Regions from separate parts of the Mus musculus genome. Here region 2 is linked to region 1. The links are chromatin contacts, called in public HiChIP or PLAC-seq maps. All regions are on one chromosome and are shown on one strand. Each heading gives the region's core, a stretch centred on a gene start, on an enhancer-like site or on the middle of the called end of the contact. The rest is flanking DNA. Distances are from core to core; before and after follow the strand shown. Region 1 has its middle 11 kb from the start of Capn2. Region 2 overlaps Disp1 (dispatched RND transporter family member 1).

Region 1 (5,176 bases), core at 1,161-3,660:
GTTTGTCTGGGTTCAGAGTTCAAGGATACAGTCCATCACAACTGGAAAGTCATGGCAACAAGAGCATGAGGCATCACAGCAGGTCACACTGCATCTGGAATCAAGAAGCAATGAGAGATAAATGCTGGTACTCAGCTAATTTTCTCCTCTTTATTCATCCTAGCACACCAGCCTATGGGATAGTGTCATTCATGTTCAAGGTGAACCTCTGTACTCAGTTAAACCTTTCTGGAAACACCCTTACAGGTACACACAGAAATGTGTTTCCATGGAGAGTATAAATAATGTTTAAGTATTCTGTTGTCTACACACTGATACTTTGTCTTCTTCCTTTTCAATGTGTATCTCTTATCCCTTTCTCCTGCCTTACCACTCTAGTTAAGATGGTTTAGGAGCAGAGAATGGAAACTTTGTCTCATTCTGATTTTATAAGTTGTTCCTTCTTTGACATGATATTGGCTATGAATTTGCCATGCATACTGCCTTTATTATGTCACACTGTGTCCTTTCTGCTCCCTCAAGAGTCTTATCATGAAGGGATGCTACACTGGTTAATCCTGGCAGTCAACTATTGGAATCTAGAATCACTTAATCTTTGATGATTGTAGCAAGAGTGTAAGTTGGAGAAATGATAGTCCCTGCACAAATGGAGAAACTGGGTATCTACTGTGGAATAATAAAACTATCTCTCACCCTGCACAAAAAAAAATTAATTTAAAATATACCAAAAAGACCCTAATGTAAAATATAAAAATAGCTTGAAACCATGGGGCAAGGGATGCTTGAAGAGTCAGGTACAAGCAAGAGTTTTCTGAAAAGGACTCACTCTGCTAGCTCAGGAAGAAATAGCAAGAATTGTCAAATGGGGTTGAATCGACTTAAAAGGTTTCTGGACAGCAAAGGAACCAATTAACTTAGTGAAGAGAGCCTACAGGATGGGAGAGAGTTGTCACCTATACATCTGATAGAGAACTCATATCCAGAATCTATAAGGAACACACACACACACACAAATACAAAATTCAATTATTAAGTGGACAAATTAAATGAATAGACAGTCCCCAGAGATGAAGTGAAATAGACAATAAACATGCAAACACATTGGCACCCTAAACCATCAGGGTATTTACACAGAATTCATCTCACTGTGATTAGAATGAGTATCATCAAGAGAAGATATGATAGGCTGCTGAAGGAATGTAAATTACGAGAATATGTGTTGCAGTCCCTCAAAAAAAGAAAAAAAAAAGAACGATTATAAGATCTATCTGCATCAAACCCAGGGATATAAGTCAGCTTACAATAGAGAGCTGCACCCTTTGCTTATGATGCACCAATCACAGCAGCCAGGTCGGGAGGCAGCCTGGGAGGCAGTCCCTCAGAGGATGAGTGAACAAAGAAAATGTGCTACCTTTACACCGTGGAGTATTACCCAGCCACAAAGAGTGAACTCTCTCTCTCTCTCTCTCTCTCTCTCTCTCTCTCTCTCTCTCTCTCACACACACACACACACACACACACACACACACACACACATTTTTTTCTGATCTGTTTCTCCTCTGGAGTGCCAAGATTACAGACAAGTGCCACTATACTCAGCCTCAGAACCAGAATAATGATGATGATGATGATAGAAAGCAGGAGGAACCCAGGTTGAAAAATAAGGGACAAGAAGTGGGGGAGCAGGGAGGAAAAGACACAAGAGAAGCAGAGGTGGAGGTGGAGTGGGACACTGTTATCAAAGTCCTTTATGTAAATATGTGAGAATGTCTCAATGTTATCAATTGTTTTGTACAACTAATGCATAATAATAAATAGTTAATTCCAAAAAAAGAAAAAGGAGAGAGCAGAGGAACCCACAGACTAGTGGACAGTCCGGCAGATATTTGTGGCACCAGGGGACATTTAAAAAGAGCTAATGGGGCTGAAGAGGTGGCTGGGTTGTTAAGTGCTTATGGCGCAGGATTACTGTACAAGCTGAGGACCGCAGTTCGGACTCCAAGGCCCACCTAAAACCTGGGAGTGGTCCTGCACGCACCGGTAACCGCTGCACTGAGGTGGGTGGAGACTGGGGAATCGCTAGGTTTTGGGGCGTGGCTGGCTAGCTGACAAAAGCGAGGGAGTTCCAGGTTCAACAAAAGAGGAACAAGGCAGAAAGTGGTACAAGGAGACACCCTCTGTCCTCCTCTGGTCCCTGTGAGAGAGACTTGCAGCCCTCCCCATACATAAATAAAAATAATTAAACATTGAACAGAATTCCTTCCGGTTTATGGGCTCACACCTCAGGAGGGAAATCAGAAAGCTCCCCTCCTGGTGTGATTTGCATTTTAATTAGTGCCGAGTCTGCTCTAGGCACTCCCTTTTGGTCGTGAGTCAGGAGGCCGAGGCCTCCCTGCAGAACCTGCTCAGGGCTGGACTTCAACCACACCCTCAGTCCATTCAGACTGGGCACAGCCCAAAGAGCAGAGGCCCAGTGAACTGTCTCAGGGGAGCCTGATAGCCCCATCCCCAGCTGACACCAAGCCCTCCTAAAAGGGCTGGACCACCAGCCTTCAGCTGCCCATCCACAGATAGTGGACTAGATGAGCGGGAAGGTCCTGCCTCCAGCCCCCTCAGAACCTCTCTTGTGAAAACTAAGGAACCTGTGCTCTGAGTCAGCAGCTGTGGAGACACATAACTGAGTGTGACTCAGCCCCAGGCTCAGCTCTGAGGTTCCCCGCAGATTATGCCCTTTTTTGGCCCCAGGCAGGGTTTCCCTCTTCTCTCCTAAGTGCTGATGGGCAGAGCCTCAAACAGCCCCGGATGAGCAGCGCTGTTGCTCACAGGCTCCCTCTCTAGAAGGGCTGGGTGCAAGGAACGACTCCCCAGGACTTCAGATCCTACGGGAGGATGAAGGGGCACCACGGAACCTCCTCTAGCCGTGCCTCAGAGACCAAGCTAATGTTTTAGTGAACGGACAACCCCAAGTCCGTACCTCCTTGGGTGTATAAAGGGAAAAGGAAGGAGAAAGGGAGAGGGAGAAAGAAAGAACAGGAGGAGGGGACAGGAAGGGTGGAAGTCTCTACCAGCGGAAGCATCCTGGTTATTTTATCCCAAATCCTAGATGAATTCACAAGTGACCCCTGATGGCAAGTAAAAACACCTGCGGCTTTTGAGACAGAAAAGGCAAAAGGTCCTACGAGAAGACACAGCACAGGGAAAGAGGGGGAGGGCTACTTAAGGCAGTCTATCCAGGACAGAGGAAGAGAAGAGGTCTGCTGGGAGGGGAAGGGAGAGGAGCAGAGTGTCTGGAAGTCACAGAAGTGACTAGTGACACCAGTCCTGCAGTCCGCAGTGCGTTGACATTGAGTTCAGGGCGTTAGCTTCTCCCTTGGACTGACGTAAATCCACGTCCTACATCCAGGGTCAGAGTTCCCAGCTGCAGCCCGCCTTCACAATCCAGAGCCACAATTCTCTGGCTGCATGGTCCTAAGGAAGCAAACGAATCTCTAGACGCCAATGGCAATGATGGCAGAACACGGCTCCCTGGGCTCCCGAGCTGAACTAATGAATGAACGAACATGTGCTAAGCCTTTGAGAAGGAGGCATGGACTCCCCACGCTGCTCCATCAGTGACAGCACACAGAGGTTCTGGACCAGCCATTGCAGCCCAGGCAGATCTTCACCAAGCCTTCATTGTTCTGGAGTCTCGGGCTGAGTTTCCTCAGAGCTACATTGTGTCCTTTGCCCTGTGGTATTTTTCTCTCTCTTCCTTGTTCTTGTAAGAGCTTCCTTGGGCTCAGAAGGCTTCCCTACCTCCTGTTCTCTGTATCCTCACAGTTGGTACCCCAAAGCCTCCTGCATCTTTTCTTGTTCAGTTTTCTGAGCAGTGTCTTACTCTATAGCTCAGGCTGGCCACACACTTGAAGCAATGCCCCCTGCCCAACCTCCCAAGTGTTGAGATTACAGATGTAAATCACATGCCCAGCTCTCTTGCACCTCTGTTCCAGTTTGCTCTCTGTTGCTAGGATACAAATCATAACCCACAGCAACCTAGGATGTGTGAGGGTCTGTTTGGTATAGAGGTTACAGTCCATCACAGAGGGAAGCCAAGATAGGAACTCCAGGCAGGAACTTGAAGCAGAAGCTGAGGAACACTGCTTACTAGCTTGCTCCCTCTGGCTCTCTGTTCCCTGTCTCATACAACCTAGGCCACTTGCCTAGGGGTGGCAAGTGCTCACAGTACACTGGGCCTGCCCTCCTACATCAATTAACAATCAAGAACATGACTCGCCCATTCTTATGGAAACAGTTCTTCAATCCAGGTATATTAAGTTGACAACCATAACCTCTACCTTTGTGTGTGTGTGTGTGTGTGTGTGTGTGTGTGTGTGTGTGCCTAGAGGACACAAATCGGTACATGAAATTAAGCATAATAGAACTTACCCGAATCCTTAATATATAAAGAGTGTTGTGGATCATCAAGAGGCAAATTGAATATGAAACTTTTTCAGATCCACATACACACAGAGACTGCCCACTGACATCTCATGAGACTTGGGCTGCTTTACAGACTCAAGTTGCAACTAGAACACCTCTAAAGTTCTGCCCAACCCTGGTTTCTGCAATGCAGATTTCACATTGTGAAGCATCCTGGGCAAGTATGGCCCAGTCAGGGCTATGTCTGCACAGAGTTAACTCAAGCCTTCCTCTGAACTGCATCAGCAACCTGAGCTTTATCTGTAAGCGGTCATCCACCTGAGAGTTACCGAGTGCTTTGTCAGCACTATGGTCCCTCTTTCTCACACAGAGAAACTGAGGCCTAAGAAGATAAAGACACTGGCTTAGAGCCACGGTCAAACAAATTCTTAGTGTGCTCACTGAGTCGCCCCCTGGCAGGTGGATGGATACCAAAGGACCCCCTGATGAGGACCCAGGACCAGAGGAGTGTTTGGAATCAAAACCCTAGAATAAATGAGACCTCAGCAATTATGCTATATCACTGAGGCAGGCCAGTGACAATAAGGAAATAATACCTGACCCCAGGGAGACCACAGCAGAAAGCAGAGGAAGTGTATGAACCATGCCTCAATGGTCATAAAGCAAACACAGCAGAGAGCAGAGGCAATGTAGGGCCTAGAAAATTAGGTGACTGCTTGGTTTGGATTTTTTTTTATTTGTTCATTTTATTTTGTGT
Region 2 (5,176 bases), core at 1,736-4,235, 590 kb before region 1:
TTTTTTTTAAATTTTGGAAAGGGAAGTTGCAAGGGCGAAGGGCAGACAGGGAAACGAGTGGGGCAGAAGTATGTGCTGTGAAACTACAAAGAATCAATACAAAGTTAAAAAAGTAAAATGTAAGGGAAAATCAAGTGTCCCCACTTCCTGTTCTCAGAAGTGAAACAGGAATCTCTGCAGATGTTGGACAATACATTAGACTCCCCTCCTCCTGAGAAACGGCTGGCACAGCAGCTGCAAGGAGTCACTTACACTTTGGAATTCCGTGGGACGCGTCGGACCGTTGTTTAACTCCTTTCCCCGGAGTCCTGTCTGAGTTGAATTCAAGAAAGATGACTAATATTAAGAAGGGTTTGTAATTCCTACCTTGAATGTAGGTATACTAAAAATTAGACAAATTTAGAATACAAAATAACCGGAGTTTAGGAATGGTGGTTGCATTTATACTGTGTTATATTTACTTTATTCTCTGCATATGGGTGTTTTGCCTACATGTGTTTCTATGCTCAGTGCATATGATGTGCATAGAAGTTAGAAGTGGACATCAGGTCCCTGTTAGAACTGGTTGTGAGCCTCCATGTGGATGCTGGGAATCAAACCTAGGTCTTAGGAAGAGAAGCAAATGCTCTTAACCACCGACCGAGCCATCCTCCCAGCTCCTATCTTTACTTTGCTCTCAATTAATAAAAGCCTTGGCCTGCTATAACAGAGTCAATTTTAGATTGGATACAAATTAAGCAATTGATCTGAGCTTACTTAAACAAGGCAGTGTTTGCTTTCACTGAGGTATAATCACCATGCGAAATCTCATCTGAGGAACGCGTGGTTTGTAATGAAAACATAAAAGTGAGTTTTTATGGACATAACCCATAACATTCTGAAAGCAGCAGTACTTGTGTGTCTTATCTTAATGAAATATATTTGTTGTGTTCAGCTTAATAAAAGCCACCAGAACACAAAGCTGACCCCAACCTCCAGACCAGTGTTCTGGACCACACTGTGTCATTACCCAGACTGCCACTGACTTCACACGAGGAAGCTCAGAAACAAGTTCTTGTCTAAAGCCAAGCATGGGAACATAGCTTGAGGCATTTCTACTTACTGAATGTGTACCATCCCATATCCCATATCCAGTATCCCATATCCCACATCCCATATCCAGTAGTCCTACCAAGTGTAAACCTTTGTTTAACCTAAATATTTGTTTTTTGTGTAATAACACATGCAGTTAGAACACCTAACACTTGCGATCTTGATTTACATGTTTACAAAGATTTTTGAGAGGCTTCCTAAGTCGTTGAAGTTAAATTCTTGTACATTTTTTTTGGTCACCATTTTATACCAAGCCCCCTCACTGAAGCACCTCCCAAGTTGGGCTTCTTGTCTTTAGTGTTCCTCGTCTCAAGTTTATCCTGCCCAGGCCTATCAGCTCAGTCCTCCATAGCAGCTCCTCCATAGCAGCAGCTTCTACCAGAGCAGTTCTTGCTTTTGGAGCTTGAGCCGCTTCTTGTTCCCATCTCTTGATCTCTCCTCCGCGTTCAGGCTCTTGGTGGCTGTGTGCACGCACGCTGCTTCAGGAATGCCCAGGGCAGGAAGTGGGCAGCACTGCTTCCATGCCTTGCCTCCTGTCTCTCTTGGTAACACTTAGTTTAGGTGTAGTAAATATTAGGCTTAAATAGGATTAAGAATAGTTTTTAAATTCAATCTATTTTAAGTTCTTTGAAAGCTTCTTATCGGGGTAGAATGCTGCTTCTTTTAGTCTACATGGTAGTCTTAAAAAACTGAAACCATTCAAGGTAGTGGCCTTTCCTGATTCTCTTCCCATCCGTCCTGTGTCCTCTATGATAAACTAGTTTGGTTTGTTCCCTTCCCTCTTCATAAATGCATCTGTGCGTTTGTACGTGGTTCACATAACCAATGTATAACTTGCTGGACACTTAGCTTTGCCATGTAGCCCTTTCCATGTCAGTGTGTGTGTGTGTGTGTATTCTCTGCAGCGTCTCATGGCATGGGGCACAGCACCATTCATTTAGGCATCATCCTTGCTGCTAGATTGGCACTCACCCCTGACCTCAGTGAGCACCCTGCACACACACCCTCTTGTCTGCCTGGAACAGTTGCTGCTGAGACAGCTTTCCCCACTCCGCCTTCTGTCCTTTCTCAGCTAACAAGCACTGAGGCCTCAGTGTACAGCTGCTTTTCCAGGGCTGGGTGTGGGTTCTAGGCACGGCTTTCCTGCTCGTAACTAAGCGGCTTGAGACCTCTTTCTCCTTTGAATGAGTGGCTCGTGAGGTTCCTTACAGTCCTAAAGGCCTCATGCCAATTGGGCCCGTGGGAGTTATGCCATCCCTTTCACAGTACCGAGAATCACTCCAGGGTCTGTACACCCTCACCAAGTGTGCTGCCACCGAGTCCCACCCCTGGTCCCTGTCAGTTTTTATATTCAGCTATTAGCAAGTGTCACAGAAGCTAAAGGAAGAGCTCTGTCTGTTTCCTCATGAGTCGTCTGTATCACTTAACCATGCTTGATGGATTTCCAAAAGAACTACATTAACAGGAGTCGTTAATGATCAGTGAGTTTCAGAAAGCCGCTCCCATGCTAGCCCCCAAGTCTTGAGTAATGCAGGGACGTTTTCATGAAGTGTGGATAAACCCCTGCTCCTCCCACATATCTTCTGATCTCACTATTCTGATCTCACTATCCTCTTATGTATTAAGCATATGCTAAGTTTACTTTTTTAGTGTTTAGGAAGCATACAGTTTATCAGGTGCTCCTCAAATGTTAATCTCCACTCTGACTTTCTTCTCACCTCTTGGTTTATTTTGTGTCTCGTCTGTTCAGCTACTTCTGATATCAAGATAGACAACATCTTTAGCCTGCATCTCTTAAGCATTCAGAAAATGCACTACACACACGGTTGTGGTTCCTGTCTTCCCTCGAGTCCCTTGACACAGACCATAAACACTCCTCTGTGGTGCGTGAGGAATGCTCTGGAGTGCAGGCTTAGCTTGTCTCCGGGTATCTGTTTCATGCTCAGATGGAGCCTGTGTGCCAGGGATGATTCATGCAAATACTTAATGACGAAGGATGGTTTTGTTTTTGTTGGAAATCTTTGAAAGAGCGATCATCAAAGTGCAGACTCCTCATTTCAGATTCTTTCTGGGACACACGAGCACTTCCTGGGTATCCCCTGACAGTGATGCCACGGCACTGTGTGGTGCCACTGCTGAGACCCACCGTGCTGCTTGATGCCTTTCTGGCTTTGCTGTGGAGCCTACTGTAGAGCTCAGACACACCCAGAGCCCTCTTTTGTAGGTTTGGTCTTCTCACTTGCTGGGAGCTGGCTAGAATGTAGAAGGCTGAGCTGTCCCTGAGCTGCCTGCAGTGGCCATTCTGCACTTACCAGAGACACCCAGCTGGAGGCGGGTTTTCATATTGTATCTTCACTCCTTTGTCCTACGGTTCCTTCTTCCAAAAGTATGAAAAGTACATCAAGAGGAGCAAGCCTAAAGCCATTGCTTTCCTCGCCCTAGTCTCCTGTGAACTTTGCTGTTTCTCCACTTCTTTTGCTTGCCACCTTCTTTGAAAGCTCCAGTCACCTCCCTGCTCTCCCCACTGACTGGTTGCACCATGAGTGTGTAGTATGTTCACAGGCACTCACTGGCCATCAGAGGACAGGAACCGAGCTTTCTAGCACTGTTGCCCTTCCCTGGCTGAGGTGCTGATGACAGTTACTATTTATGGGTACTCTAGTTTGCAAGTGCTTTTAAAAGCCTGTTTGATGCTTTCTTGAGGAAAAGACTAGCACGCAGTGAGTCTGTGGCTAGGGAACTGTCAAGAACCACACCATAGTGCCCATAGTGTCCAAGTGCTATCTGTCCTGAGGCCTCTTTTCTCTGCAAGGAGAAGGCTAAGTCTAACTGAATCGGCTGAAGGCTGTTGTGTCTTGAGTTGAATGGTTTGACTGTCTGGAAGCAGGCATGATACCAAAAGGTGAATTAACCCTCCAAAAGATTGTGTGTGTGTGTGTGTGTGTGTGTGTGTGTGTGTGTGTGTCTGTCTGTCTGTCTGTCTGTCTGTTTAACCTGGCTGTTGATTAGCACTGGACACTGAAGGGCAGATGTGATGCTCTGATGGACATAGGGGACACTCTCAAAGTTAGACTTTCCCCGGGATCAGCTTGAGGAAGGAGGGGTAGAGAAAGCAGCCCTGAAGAGCGACGCTTTCAAGAGGTTTTACCTGTGTCGTGGGAGAATGTTTCTAACATCTGCTTGCCATGCCTGTTAGTACAGAAACTTCAAAAGAATCTAATGTTTCTCTAGGAGGGAGCATCTTTGTGGTAACCTCAGTCTTTCTTTTCAGCTGATGTTGGCAGTTTCTGCATATCTAAAGTAAAGTGAAGCCTGCACTTCCTCAGGGAGTGAAGGTCAGACATCCCCAACAGTTTCTCAGCTTAGAAACAGAAAGTGATGGAGAGGGGGAGGAAAAATGTTTCTGTGTTTTACAGCCCAAATGTATTCCGTAAAATCCCATTTCTGTGAGAATTCTTCCTATGAAGTAGTTCAGAATTGTAGCTTTCTGGACCTTTTTTTTTTTTTTTGCTCTAAGGATAGCAACGTCTCCTAACTTGTGTGGTTTCAGGGTGTCCTGAGGCGTGACATGGCACTGGTTGATGTCCCTGCTCAGCGCTGTAATCTCTCTGTATATAGAGTACATTCTCCTCAGAGCTCAGTGATGGCTCTGCCCATGCTGTTCCTGTGGCGCCGTCTCTGAGTGTCAGCGTGTAGTTGTGGGTTTGGTTACCCAGCTCTGTGAAAATGTTAAAATATATATATATATATATATACATACATGTGTTAAGTGGGTATATATGTGGTATGTGAATTATATTCCAATACTATTAAAATAAAACTTAATATATAATTAACATCTGGAAATATGGGCTCATGGATTCTCCCATAGATGTATCTAAAGGACATGGATGTTTCTTGACTTCTCCAGGAGTGAGCATTGTTATGGAAAGGATGCTCTGCTTCTGAGCTGCGCCCATGATGGCTCTGCCAGCTCACCTAGCCCTCTGTGTGCAACCCACAGCCCCAGCAATGCTGTGCAGTGAGTGCGGGAGCTGCTTTCTCCTCCAAATACGTGGTTCCCCTCCCAGCACGTGACACTAGT

What was found. HiChIP or PLAC-seq counts read pairs in DNA pulled down with a chosen protein or histone mark.
Region 2: a contact with region 1 is called in an H3K27ac HiChIP or PLAC-seq map of the NIH/3T3 cell line, with 2.8 times the contacts expected there. The contact joins two enhancer-like sites. A contact is called at or near these places in 6 of 39 promoter capture datasets (the 3T3-L1 cell line, embryonic stem cells, frontonasal cranial neural crest and 3 more) and 2 of 115 datasets of contacts at active chromatin or transcription factors (the NIH/3T3 cell line and bone marrow-derived macrophages).

The regions. Positions count from the first base shown.
Region 1 is chr1:182,525,660-182,530,835 of GRCm38.p6, reverse strand. No RefSeq gene overlaps it. Among named protein-coding and RNA genes, the nearest start is that of Capn2, 11 kb to the right of the region's middle. Within about 2 kb of position 2,410, at least 239 of the 459 cell types and tissues checked have an H3K27ac peak or open chromatin away from gene starts, as enhancers often do. A contact at or near this core is called in the NIH/3T3 cell line, where this site is marked.
Region 2 is chr1:183,111,685-183,116,860 of GRCm38.p6, reverse strand. The region is part of intron 4 of Disp1 (dispatched RND transporter family member 1); the gene reads left to right. Among named protein-coding and RNA genes, the nearest start is that of Gm33747, 49 kb to the right of the region's middle. Within about 2 kb of position 2,985, at least 83 of the 459 cell types and tissues checked have an H3K27ac peak or open chromatin away from gene starts, as enhancers often do. A contact at or near this core is called in the NIH/3T3 cell line, where this site is marked.